Linked DNA regions of Mus musculus: all the other regions are linked to region 2. A link is a contact called in public HiChIP or PLAC-seq and promoter capture Hi-C data. All regions are on one chromosome and are shown on one strand. The core of a region is the stretch at or near the end of the contact, and the rest is flanking DNA. Distances in the headings are between cores, read along the strand shown. Region 1 holds the start of Chmp5 (charged multivesicular body protein 5). Region 2 holds the start of Kif24 (kinesin family member 24). Region 3 overlaps Gm34213 (a long non-coding RNA gene).

What was found. Promoter capture Hi-C pulls out the DNA fragments that hold promoters and counts their contacts. HiChIP or PLAC-seq counts read pairs in DNA pulled down with a chosen protein or histone mark.
Region 1: a contact with region 2 is called in a promoter capture Hi-C map of pre-B cells. The contact joins the promoter of Chmp5 here to the promoter of Kif24 in region 2. A contact is called at or near these places in 5 of 39 promoter capture datasets (the C10 cell line, cranial neural crest, liver and 2 more), 2 of 484 Hi-C or Micro-C datasets (CD4 T cells and pre-B cells), 2 of 115 datasets of contacts at active chromatin or transcription factors (the SCID.adh cell line and bone marrow-derived macrophages) and 1 of 9 other capture datasets (liver).
Region 3: a FOXA1 HiChIP or PLAC-seq map of pancreatic cancer cells shows a contact between it and region 2. The contact joins the enhancer-like site here to the promoter of Kif24 in region 2. A contact is called at or near these places in 5 of 39 promoter capture datasets (cranial neural crest, hippocampal neurons, liver and 2 more) and 2 of 115 datasets of contacts at active chromatin or transcription factors (memory CD8 T cells and pancreatic cancer cells).

Annotation. Positions count from the first base shown.
Region 1 is chr4:40,947,202-40,951,286 of GRCm38.p6, forward strand. Chmp5 (charged multivesicular body protein 5) reads left to right here and starts at 1,352. Exons shown (of 8, transcript NM_029814.1): 1 at 1,352-1,475; 2 at 2,253-2,357; 3 at 3,313-3,359. The coding sequence starts at 1,407. Bag1 (BCL2-associated athanogene 1) reads right to left here and starts at 1,093. Exons shown (of 7, transcript NM_001171739.1): 1 at 521-1,093. The coding sequence starts at 593.
Region 2 is chr4:41,463,353-41,467,255 of GRCm38.p6, forward strand. Kif24 (kinesin family member 24) reads right to left here and starts at 1,496. Exons shown (of 13, transcript NM_024241.2): 1 at 1,358-1,496. It overlaps Nudt2 (nudix (nucleoside diphosphate linked moiety X)-type motif 2), which reads left to right and starts at 1,796. Exons shown (of 3, transcript NM_025539.2): 1 at 1,796-1,828.
Region 3 is chr4:40,774,724-40,778,388 of GRCm38.p6, forward strand. It overlaps Gm34213 (a long non-coding RNA gene), which reads left to right. Exons shown (of 3, transcript XR_390479.3): 3 at 1,805-2,053. It also overlaps the pseudogene Psenen-ps. Among named protein-coding and RNA genes, the nearest start is that of Gm34213, 3.6 kb to the left of the region's middle. Within about 2 kb of position 1,933, at least 64 of the 459 cell types and tissues checked have an H3K27ac peak or open chromatin away from gene starts, as enhancers often do. A contact at or near this core is called in memory CD8 T cells and pancreatic cancer cells, where this site is marked.

The sequences.
Region 1 (4,085 bases), core at 102-2,601, 520 kb before region 2:
TAGGTAGCAAAGTTTGTTGTTAGTCTTTCCTAACTGATTCTAAGGAAATGTCATGGCTTCAGCTTTCTCGTGTACTTCCCAAGGTTTTTAGTTCTGTGTTGATGTAACCAGATGTCCAGAAAGTAACTCTTGGACTCACGGCCCATTGAACCTGCGGTTCTATGACATCCAACAAAAACACTACTCAGTAAATAAGGAACAGCGGGATCACGCACCAAGTTCGTACTCTTTACACTGGTGGATGTCCAGAACCACGGAAGTTCTACACACAAGAAGGCCTAATATAAGCCTGACACAAAGACCCACGATTACTAGCGTTACACACTCAACTTTGCTTCCAAATAGAGGATCCAATAAGTGTCCAGGGACCGGCCACAGGGAAAGATGTCCTGACACCAGCCCTAAGCAAAAACATCCCCAAATATATATAGCCAAGAACCCATGTTTCTTTCTCCCAAGACTACATGTGGCCAAACCCACATATCCCAACCCGATCTACGGAACCCTCCTTGGCGCTCACTGTGGGTGACGATCACGCTGAGTCTGGGTGTTTCCATTTCCTCCGTCTGGACCATCTCCTCGGTCTTGGCCATGTTGTCGGTCTGGGTCACCTCTTCTGCCACAGTTACTTCCTCGGTTTGGGTCGCCTCCTCGATCTTGGTCACCTCCTCTACCTGGGTCCCGGTCACGTTCTTGCTACGGGTCACTTTCTTACTTCTAGTCAACTCCCTGCTGCTGCTCCCTACCTTCTCGCTCTGAGAAGAGCGGGGCCGGACTTTCTTCTTCACCCGCGGCTTGCAGGCGCCGGCGGCGGCGCCCCTGGTGGATCGGTCATGCCCGCTGGCTGCACTGCGCACAGAGGAACGCTGAGAGGGAGGCAAGCCCCGCTCGGCCCGGGACTCCGACTGGCGCGGCTCCCGGGCAGGCCGAGGGGCGCGCAGCCTGGGTCCCAGCGGCTCCCGGTCGCCTCGCGGTCGCCGCGCGGCGCTGCGACCCGCCAGGCCGCGTTTGTTCACAGCGCAGCGGTGGCTACCGGGCGCGCAGCCTTGCAACCCCGCCCCACTACTCACCAGTTCCGCCCCATCTACTCGCCACGCCCTCGGAACTGACCCTGCTTCAGGCCCCGCCCTATCCGCCCAGCCGCGTCTAAGCCCCACCCACTCCGCCAAGGCACCGCCCTATCCCTCCTCATAAGCCCCTCCTTCAGAAGTCTTTCCACCTCTCCCAGAGCTCCGCGCTCCTTCTCCGGAAGGAGGAGCTGAAAACACGGAAAAGGGATCGGGAGACTCGGGCGAGCACTCTGCGCCTGCGCATGGGGTGGGGGAAGCCGGAAATTGACACCAGAGCGACTACGCTTCCGTTTCTGGTTTTCCTCCAGTGTTTGGGTTTCCTCGCAGCCGGCCAAGATGAACCGATTCTTCGGAAAAGCGAAACCCAAGGCTCCGCCACCTAGCTTGACGGACTGCATTGGGACGGTGGGCATTTGACTTTGCATACCTCTGACACTCCGACCCGTCCATCCCGAATTCGTACTCCACCCCATTCCTGGTTCGGGCCCATTAAACCTGAGTCTTCTTCATCCCCACCCCTTTCATCCCTGTTTTCCAGGTCATTCCTGACCCCAGAGACCAGACAGTCTAATCTCATCATTCTTTCGCCCTTACTGCACTTAGCTCTTTCCGATGCCCACTGTGCCCCACCCCTTCTTCCTCGCTTTGGTTCCCACATTCCAACCTACGTACCCTATGTCACTACACCCCACTTTGTCTAACCTGGCCTTTTAAAAACCCTTTTTCACTCTTCTCCCCTTACCCATGTCAGGGTTAACATATCTGTACCTTAGTCCTGGGTCTGAGTAGCATAGAATTCTGAATCTTGGCCCTTCCAGATTAAACCTGATCTCGGAAATGGTTTTAGATCTCATCTTAGCCTGTGTTGATTGGTTCATTCCACGCACGTTCATGCAGAGTCCCAAACTGACTATTCTCCTACTTGGGAAATCTCAGCCAGCGGAGAGAATCCCAAATCGTTTTCCTCAAGAGAGGGCTGCTATATCAGAATCTAGGAGGTGGGAGAGAGTTTATGAAAGCCCTCCAATGGTTCGGGCTGGAATTCCCCACCCTTAAGAAAAACCCTATTTTCTGCCCTTTGCTATATTGTTCCTTTTTTCTTTTGCATATCCCTCTCTTTCTGCCCCTTTCCATGTAAACATATTACAATAATTACCACTGCATGTGATGTTTTCTTCCAAGGTGGATAGCAGGGCAGAATCCATTGACAAAAAGATTTCCCGGCTGGATGCTGAACTAGTGAAATATAAGGATCAAATCAAGAAGATGAGAGAGGGTCCTGCTAAGGTAAGGCTGGTGACAACTGTTGTAGGAAGTACTGTGAAGGGACTGACTGGTGAAGGATACAAGAAAAATACACGAAATCTGGTAAAGAGAAGCTACTTGTGAGGACCTGTTCTTCAGGGAACAGAAGCTACAGCCATATACAAGAGGGAGGCTGGGTTTTAATGTGGTAGGTAGAAGATGCTGATGACATGTAATGGGAATTGGCATGCTCTGCTGAGAAGGTCTGACTCTGAAGAGGAGAGCTGGTTGTGCTCAGAATCCGGGTGTTGTCTGGCTACTCAGGTTAGACTAGATATGGCGTGTAAGATCAGTGTTCTGATACTAACACTACTTAATAGGCTATGGGTGTATAGGTATCTTTTTTTTTCATAACTTTATAACTTTTTAACAGTATGAACCAGGATATCACTCAGCTTCAATTTTCTCATCTGTTAAATGAAGATAATATATACTAATGTGTGAGGATTAAATAACAAGTCACCTACATGGCATTATATCTAGAATATCGTAGTAGTTGATGAATTTGCGTGAAGAACCAACAGAGGGATCAAAGGTTGATGTAGAGGTTCCCAGATTCTGAAAGCGGGAGGCTGGTGGGCTGTTGTAAATGGCTTCTAACATGAGGACATGATAGCGGATGAACGTGTTGTATTTAAATGGAAAGCAACTGGATATACACAGTGCGCTCTGTTGGGGCTGGAAGTGGAAGTACAATGCCTAGGGAGAGGAAGAGGAATTGAAGATACAGAGCATGGGTTGCAAAGGGCGCTAAGATGTACCAGCTGGGCATTAGAATTATCTGTGCTCGAAGCTTGAAGAGGAAGAGTAGAGTCAAGGAGCCTCCACATCTGCCATCTTGCAGAAGAAACATGTAGGTGCAGGAGTGTGAGCATAGGGGAGACTTCTTGTGCCATCTGCGTTCCCTTCTTTTAATTAAGTCTGTTTTTCTCCTCAGAACATGGTCAAACAGAAAGCCCTGAGAGTTTTAAAGCAAAAGCGGATGTAAGTCATATGCTTCATCTCCCTCCTAAGAAATCAGAAAGTGAAGAGGCCTTCCATTCCTTCCGGCTTTCATTTCTTCTCAGTAGTCTTGATTTCATTACAAATGTGCAAAAGCTTCCAATGTTCCGAGTTACTACCTAAGCTTCAGCAGCCACGTGGGATCACTTTGGCTGGCAAGGTCGAGATGGTTTGGGTCTCCTGTGGTTGAGTTAGGATGAGTGTTTCGGTTTTGTTTGTAAAGTTAGGAGTGCTAAATATTCATTCTCTCTCACCAGAATAAATGTGAAGGTTCACAATTTATTTTCAATTACTATGTCCCAGTGTTTGTGCGAAACCCCAGTTTATCTGTGGTGCTCACCCATGTGGTCTGCTCAGCCTATGAGATCATCCATGGAGTTGTAGACTCGAGGCATAATCAGCTTGTAGGAAACCAGGAAAAGTGTGATGGCTTTGTTTCAATTTTAAAATGACTTTGTAACAGTCAGATGCTGTCTTCCATTTTTAAAAAATACATTAAAATCACATTGGAAAAAAAAACCTAATAATACCTAGAATGGCCAGCATGTATTACAACTGTTGCCTTCTTGGTGGCAATTGGTTTTAAAGTATTTTGGTTTTCTTGTGGAAGGAATTTGGCTTTGATGGCCTGGACCTGTTATCCTAGCATTTGGGAGGTAGAGGACCCGGAACCTATGAGCATTGACTACATAGAGAAATCAAGACTAG
Region 2 (3,903 bases), core at 246-2,745:
AAATAAAATTAAACAAACAAACCAACCAACCAACCAACCAACCACCTGAAATAAAGGTCAAGGAAATGGCTTGGTAGGTAAATGCACATAACCTATAATAAGCCTAATGGTTCAAATTCAATGCCTAGAACCCACATAAAAGGTCACATGTGGTACTGCACATGTGTAACCCTAGCACTCCTAGGGAGAAGTAAGTGTGTGTGTGTGTGTGTAAGATAGAAATATCCTGGAGTATGCACTGCAGCAGCAGAAACAAGCTGCTTAAAAAACATGGAAAATGAGAACCAGTTCCTCAAAGTTGTCCTCTGACCTTCACTTGAGTGCTCACACACACACATACATACACACACACACATATACATATACACACACACATACACACACACTGTTAAGTGAAAAAAACTCAAAGTCAAATAATTGATTTCAGTTTCCAAAGCACAGATAAAATGTTACGATAGTTGGTGGTCAGTAAACAACAAGAGGAAATCCTCGGGCATATAAGGACAGAATGGCCTGTTATAAGCAAATACATTTAGGGGTTTGAGAAGAGGTACTTGTAGGCCAGACTACAATGTGGAGAGAGCACGTCTCTCTGATTGAGAACTTTGTCTCAAAACCAACCAACAAACAAAAGCCACACAAACAAAAACTTAAAAAAAGAAAAGCAGTAAATAATGAAGTAATGTATGTATGCTAGCGGTCAGCTTGCTTTCTCCACTCTATTACTGCTCAGAATTCCCTGCCTTGGGAATGTTGCCACCCACACTGAGCAGGTCTTCCTGCCCCCAACGTGGGAACGCCAACGCTGAATTTTCTGTCTCTTGTATATGAGATTAGGGTGTCCTCTCTCTTCCACCTGCCCCCAAATCGACTTTGAATGGGACAAGGCAGAAAGATAACTGAATCTATTTGTAGTGAGTGAAAGCCAACTGAACAAATATTTCCTTAAAAAAACAAAACAAACAAACAAAAAACTAATATGCGTAAGACGCTGTGGAAAGGCTTGTCTTATCTCAGAGGTCAAAATTATATGAGAAAAAAGGAGAATGAGGTTTGCGGAAGTTCACAAAACAACCGAAAGTCCAATCGAAGCGCTCTGAAGAGCGTGTCTCAAAGGCAAGAGGCCTTTGGGGTACTCAGAAAAGCCTCAAAGCTGGTGGTGGTCGAGGTAATTGCTGAAGAGGCGGTAGACAGGGAGATGAAACGTGAGAGAGCGCGAGAACCCTCGAAGAACCCGAGAAGCCAAGTTCTAGTTACCCCGCAAATACCGGTCTCGGCTCGCGCCGCTCGCAGACAGGAGCACCCGCTCCCGCGCAGGCGCAGAGCCTGGGCTCAAGCTAAAGCCACCGTTTCTCACCTCAGGGCAATCCCGGCTCCTCCTCAGTCAGTTTTCAGGGAGGACCGAAGAAATAGTGCGGTGAGGAGAAAGCCCTAAGGCCGGGCTAGCAGAGCGTCCGGTCAACCCGCCTTAGGTGTCCGCCAGGCCACATCCCCATGGCAACGCCACAAGCGCCAGTTCGAACGCGCGCGCCGACGCCCGCCCGCCCGCGGTCCCGCAGCACCGACCAATGGTCATTCACAGAGCCTGTCACCTCTCCTCTAAAAGGCCAATCAGAAATCAGAAGGGGAAGGGGGCGGTTCATTCTCCACCAATGGTTCAGCTTGAGGCAGATCTCGCGACGGTCCCAGCCAAAAAACCACGCCTCAGGGGCGGGTGGAAGCGCCTGATGCCCAATTCTGTGGCTCGTCTGAAGTGCAGCCGGGCTCTTCTGATTGGCTGGCGCGCTACGTCTCCGTTCGAGGACCGCCTCCTGCCTCTGGGCTACGGGTGAGTGCTGTGGGGCTGGGGGGCGTGGGGAGTGTCGCGGGCTCCTGACCTGTTGCTGCGGGGACGGAGCTGGCAGTGAGGCGCGTGTAGGCCAGGCCCCATCCACTCGCGGGACCTCGGTTTATCTCTGTGCACCAGAGAGGACTAGGTTCAGTGGTGAGGGCGTGGGTCGGAAGAATCCCAGAGGCAGAGAGATTCACCTTTGGGACTTAGCGGGCCAATCATATCTTCTCCCTAGGCTTGCTTTGTAGTTATCGATTAAACCCTGCCTGCATTCCAAAAGATCTTACGTTTGGTAAAAATTATTACTTGTGTGTGTGTGTGTGTGTGTCTGTGTCTGTCTATGCGCGCCACGTGCGTGCAGATGCTCTCAGAATCCAGAAGGCGTCGGATCCCAGGAGCTGGAGTTAAACGTTGTGTGGGCCACCTGGTATAGGTTCCGGGGAACCGAACCCCAATCTTTTGGAAGAGTGACAGGTGCTCTTTAGCCCCCAGAGATAGAAAGTCACAAGATTCCCGTCTTAAGAAAAAAAGGCGAAACAGCTTAAATCGAGAAGAGTCAAGTTGCCAATGCAGAAATGTTCTAATGTCCAGTGGCAATTAAGCTTAATGATGTTAGAAATTGGACGTGTCTGCATTTGATTAACTACTCAAAAATATTTCTGAACCATAGTTTTATTTTTTTTTTCCTTTTGTGAAAAATAATAGTAATGCTTCAACGGGTTGCAAAGACTATTGGGAAAAAATGCTTGGCCAGGCCTAGCCTCTCAGGTCAAAAAGGAACCACCAGCATAGTAGGAACAAATCCAGTAGCCAGCATGTGTGCAGCTTCATATGTACTTTAATGGAGTGCTCGTTTTTAGCTCAAAAATGAGCGATTCGGGGGCCTGGAGAGATGGTTCAGTGGTTAAGAGCCCTTAACCTCTCTTCCAGAGAAATTTGAGTTCATTTCCCAGCATCCATGCCAAGTGGCTCACAGTAGCCTCCCAACTCCTGCTCCAGGGCATCCATGGCCCTCTTCTGGACTCTTCAGGCACCCACATACCACACACAACTGGCAGACACACAAGACATAAACAAAAGTAAATCACTAATCAGTTAAAGAATAAATGTAATTCTTACTAATAAGGAAATACAGTATTCAAAAGAGAAAATTGACAATATATTAAAGGGAATTAATCTTGTTGATCTTTAAAAATTACTAATACTTAGTGTGAACACTGTTTATCAGCTGTTTCCTGAAAAATATAAAAATGATAGTGCATGTCTTTATTCCTAACAGAGGCTGGAGGATCTCTGAGTTCCAGGAGAGACAGGACTATGACACAGAGGTGGGGAAATTCTTGATTCAACTATTAGAAAGAGTTGACTGCCAGTATAATACAGAGAAGCATTCAGGTGGCCTATTATAATACAAGATAAGAGTGACTGGCATGTATTCATGTCTGTCTACACATACTTTAAACTCTCAACAATGAGAAATACACGTTAGAGTCACTTTACAAATGAGGACCTGTCTTTCAGGTAACAACCTGACCTGAGTGGCTAAGTTTCTTTCACAGCAGTGTCAGGTATACTTTTCTATCTTGTACTGTTTTGAACTGAAAGAGGGTGAAAATATTTGGAATACCAGATAGGAAAGGGGGTGATTAGACAGGTAAATGCACCCAAATTCAGGGAAAGTGGCTCGTCTTAGTCAGGGTTACAACATCTGTGAGGAAACTGACCCAGAGCAACTTGAGGAAGAAAGGGTTTGTTTGGCTTACTCATCCTTATCACTGTTCGTTGTCAGAAGGAATCTGGAGACAGGAGCTGATGCAGGGACTGTGAAGGCGTGCTGCTTACTGGCTTGCTCCTTGTGGCTGCTCTGCCTGCTTTCTTATAGAGCCCAGGACCCTGAGTGCAGGGATGGCCCCACCCACAGTGGGCCATCCACATCAATCACTAAGAAAATGCCCTATAGGTTTGCCTACAGCCCAGTCTCATAGAAGCATTTTCTAAACTTGAGGCCCCCTCTGTTGGAGACCATACCGTGAGAAAGTAAGCCTTTCGCAGTTTCCCACCCTAATAAGTCA
Region 3 (3,665 bases), core at 683-3,182, 690 kb before region 2:
GTAGGGTGGAGAGGGGGACACAGCAAGGGACTTGGGAACAGGTGCTGAGGTGTAAGGCACCTTGAGGAAGAGGAGGAGAAAGCCTGTGAGGGCTCCGGAGGAGAGGACACATGATAGAGGCATATCTGAGGGCGAGCCTTGGCTCCTCCTTGCTGCCCAAAACACCGGAACCTAGTGAACTCTAGGGAACTTCACTTTCCAGGCCTGGAAGAGCTCCTCTGCTAGCACTGCACAACTTAAATTCCAGCGCTCGGGTGGATCTCTGTGATCCTGGTCTACAGAGAGAGTCTTAGGGCAGCTGCATAGTGAGACTCTGTCTCAGAAAAACCCATACCAGCCAAACCAAAGCCCAACCCCCAGTGCCTATTCTTTTTTTTTTTTTTTTTTTTTTTTTTTTTTTTTTTTTTTTAAGTTAGGGTCCTTTATTGGGGCAGATGGGAAATGAGAAACAGATGTCTTCAGGGTCTGAGGGAAAGCCTAGAGCAGAGAAGCCTTCATCCTGGGAGAAAGAACAGATCAGCAGCTTATGAAGTTGTTAGGGAGTGCCCAGGGGAATGGTGAAGGAGAGGTAGTCCCCAAGAGCGCCCCAGCGGGGCCGGTAGATCTGGAAGATGGTGATCCAGGTGGCGAGAATGATCACCCAGAAGAGGAAGCCCACAGCTGAGCGCCAAACATAGCCTTTGATTTGGCTCTGCTCTGTGTAGGCTGGGGCGAGGAACGCCTCTCTGAAGAACCAGAAAATGTTGACTAACCAAAGAAAAGGCAGGAACGCAAATCCACCAAGATAGTACTTCCGGCACAGGTTCAACTTCTCCTCATTGGATACCCGCTCCAAGTTCATAGTTGCGCTGGAGCCCGGTGGTCCTAAGGGTCTGCAGAGCAAGACCCAAATGACAGGCGCAAGATCACGAGCAACCACGCCCCAGTGCGGTTTATCCCTTCTGCCTGGATTCCTTTGCGGGAGATTTGCGGGAGATGCCGCAGTTTTCAGTGGAGTTTGTTGTCGATTTTGTTTTTCTTCTCCTGCCCAGCCCCCCCACCCCCTCCGCTCCCCAGTGCCTATTCTTGGAGTTTGGTCCCTTCTATCTCTTTCTGCTAGTCCTATTTGTACCCTCTGATTACCTTCCTCCCATCGTCTGCCTTCCAGGAGGCTCTTGCTTCCGAAGGAACCTAACCAGTCACTATGCACCACTGCTTGCCTGTGAGCTGCAGCACTGAGAGCGGCTGAACTGGGAATTCCAGGGTGTGCTGTTAGGAGCTCTCATCATTCCTGAGAGTCAGGTGGTGGGGGTGCAGGCCTTTAATCCCAGTGCTCAGGAGTCAGAGGCAGGCAGGTCTCTGGGAGTTTGAGGCCAACCTGGTCTTGTGCTGTGAGTTCTAGGATAGCCAGGGCAACTGTCTGAAAAATTAAAAATGAAATAAGTTTTCTGAGGATCAAATGAATTATTATTACATGTAAAACATGTTAACCATATCTGGCACATCTAGCACTGAAAAAGAATGTGCCATAGTTATCATTTAAAGCTGTGGAGATAGCTCAGCACTTACAAGCACCCGTGGCTCTTCCAGAGGACCCAGGTGTGATTGCCAGCTCCCACATAGCAACTCGCAACCATCTGTAACCATCAGGCCTCAGGAGATCTGATGCCTCCGACCTCCTGGGCACCTACATTCATATCCACATGTCTAAGGGTTTTTGGTGCTATGAAGAGACACCATGACCATGGCAAACCTTATAAAGGAAAATATTTAATTGGGGCTGGCTTACAGGTTCGGAAGTTTAGTGTATTATTTGTCATAGCAGGAAGCATGCCAGCATGTGGACAGACATGGTGCTGGAGAGGTAGCTGAGAGTTCTACATCTGGATTAGCAGGCAGCAGCAAGAGACTGTGAGTCATGAGCCCAGCTTGAGCTTCTGAACCCTCAAAGCCCATCCCCCCGGGCACACTTCCTCCAACAAGACCACGCCTCCTAATCTTTTCAAATAAAGTCACACTCCCTATGAACATGTGAGAGCCATTTTCATTCAATTAACACACACCTGTACGTGGTTTTAAGACATAATTGTTTTCAATTTTTAAGATGCTGTCAAAGTCTTCCTGCAGTTTCTATTTCTTCTTCTTTTTTTTTGTTCGTTTGTTTGTTTTACGAGACAGGGTTTCTCTGTGTAGCCCTGACTGTCCTGGAACTCACTCTGTAGACCAGGCTGGCCTCGAACTCAGAAATCCACCTGCCTCTGCCTCCCAAGTGCTGGGATTAAAGGCATGTGCCACCACTGCCCGGCCTCAGTTTCTATTTCTTAACACAAAGAGGAAATGAGCACTGTAGGTTCAAACGAGGTCTAAACTGGTCAGTCTGGAGTAAGGGAACACTGTCCTTGTTAACAATCCCAGCTCTCACCAATGAGCTTGCACGCTGTTCCTGTGTCTGCAGGTGGTGGCTGGTTGGTCATCCCATGACCTTCTCCCTTGTCTTAGCCCCCCCTCCCCCAAAACACAATGTGTGGCCCACTGGCCCACTCAGCCTCTGTGATACTAAAGCCACATGAAAAGGTTCTTGCCACAGGCTGGGACTGGAATGTGAGGGTTGTTACCCCACCACTGACTTGCTGGCATTTGTGGCTTCCTGAGGCTTCCCTCTGCTATCCTTTGATCTGGGATCTGAACAAACAAAACCAGGGCACCCGAGCACAGCAGCTTCCTGTACTTTCTCTACAGGGATTTCCCAGAGCTGTCTTTTAAATGGCATCTTTGGCCCTCCTTTCCCAAATTATTTTCTTACAATCTCAAGGAGCTCTGGGGCACAAAATTAGTTCTCAGTCTACACATTTCAGATTTCTCCTTTTCCTTTGGCTAGATGAGGGGAGATTCTGCCCTCATTCCCACTATCCTGCCCAAAGTCTCCGTTTCTCCAATTGCCATGGTAGGTTTGGGGAAGTCCTCTGGCAAGCTCATTGTCAGCAGCAGTGGGGAGACACATAGTCCACGCCTATTGAGTTCTTCTGCAGCCTCAACTCAAATGAAACTGGGTTGGTTTTTTATGTGTTTTGTAAAGACTAGGATGTGTTTTGTAGAGTCAGGGATATGTTTTGTAGAGCGAGGAATGGTGCGGTGGGAGAGGATACCTCAGCAGGCCCATGGGTCTAGTATAGAATAGAGATTATTTGGGGACATGGGAAGGGGAGTTGAGAAGGGAGTAGAGGCAGAGAGAGGGAGGAGACAGAGAAGGAGAGGAGACAAAGGAGAGGGAGAAGGGGAGAGGGAGGGAGGGGGAAGAGAGAAGGTGTGGGAGGTAAGAGAGAAAAGAGAGTCAGAGAATCAGAGGGAGTGAAGGGAAGCCAAACTGTCCCTTTTATAGTGAGTCAGGCCTACCTGGCTGTTGCTAGGTAACTGTTGGGCAGAGCGTAGAAGGAATGCCAACAGTTTTGGTTGAGTTTTATTTTGTTGGATTGTTTTTGTTTGTTGGGTGGTTTGGTTTTTTACCGTAGAGATTTTCAGAATGAGTCAGTATGAAGCAAAGTTGGATTTATTAAAAAGAGATAAAAAATTAGGACAGTATGGACTTAAATCTGAAGTACAGGCAGAAAAAGAGATGGGGAGGGGGCTTGAGTCTCTCAAGCATAGCTAATACATGTGTCTTGTGGCTTTTTCCTTTATTGGAAACA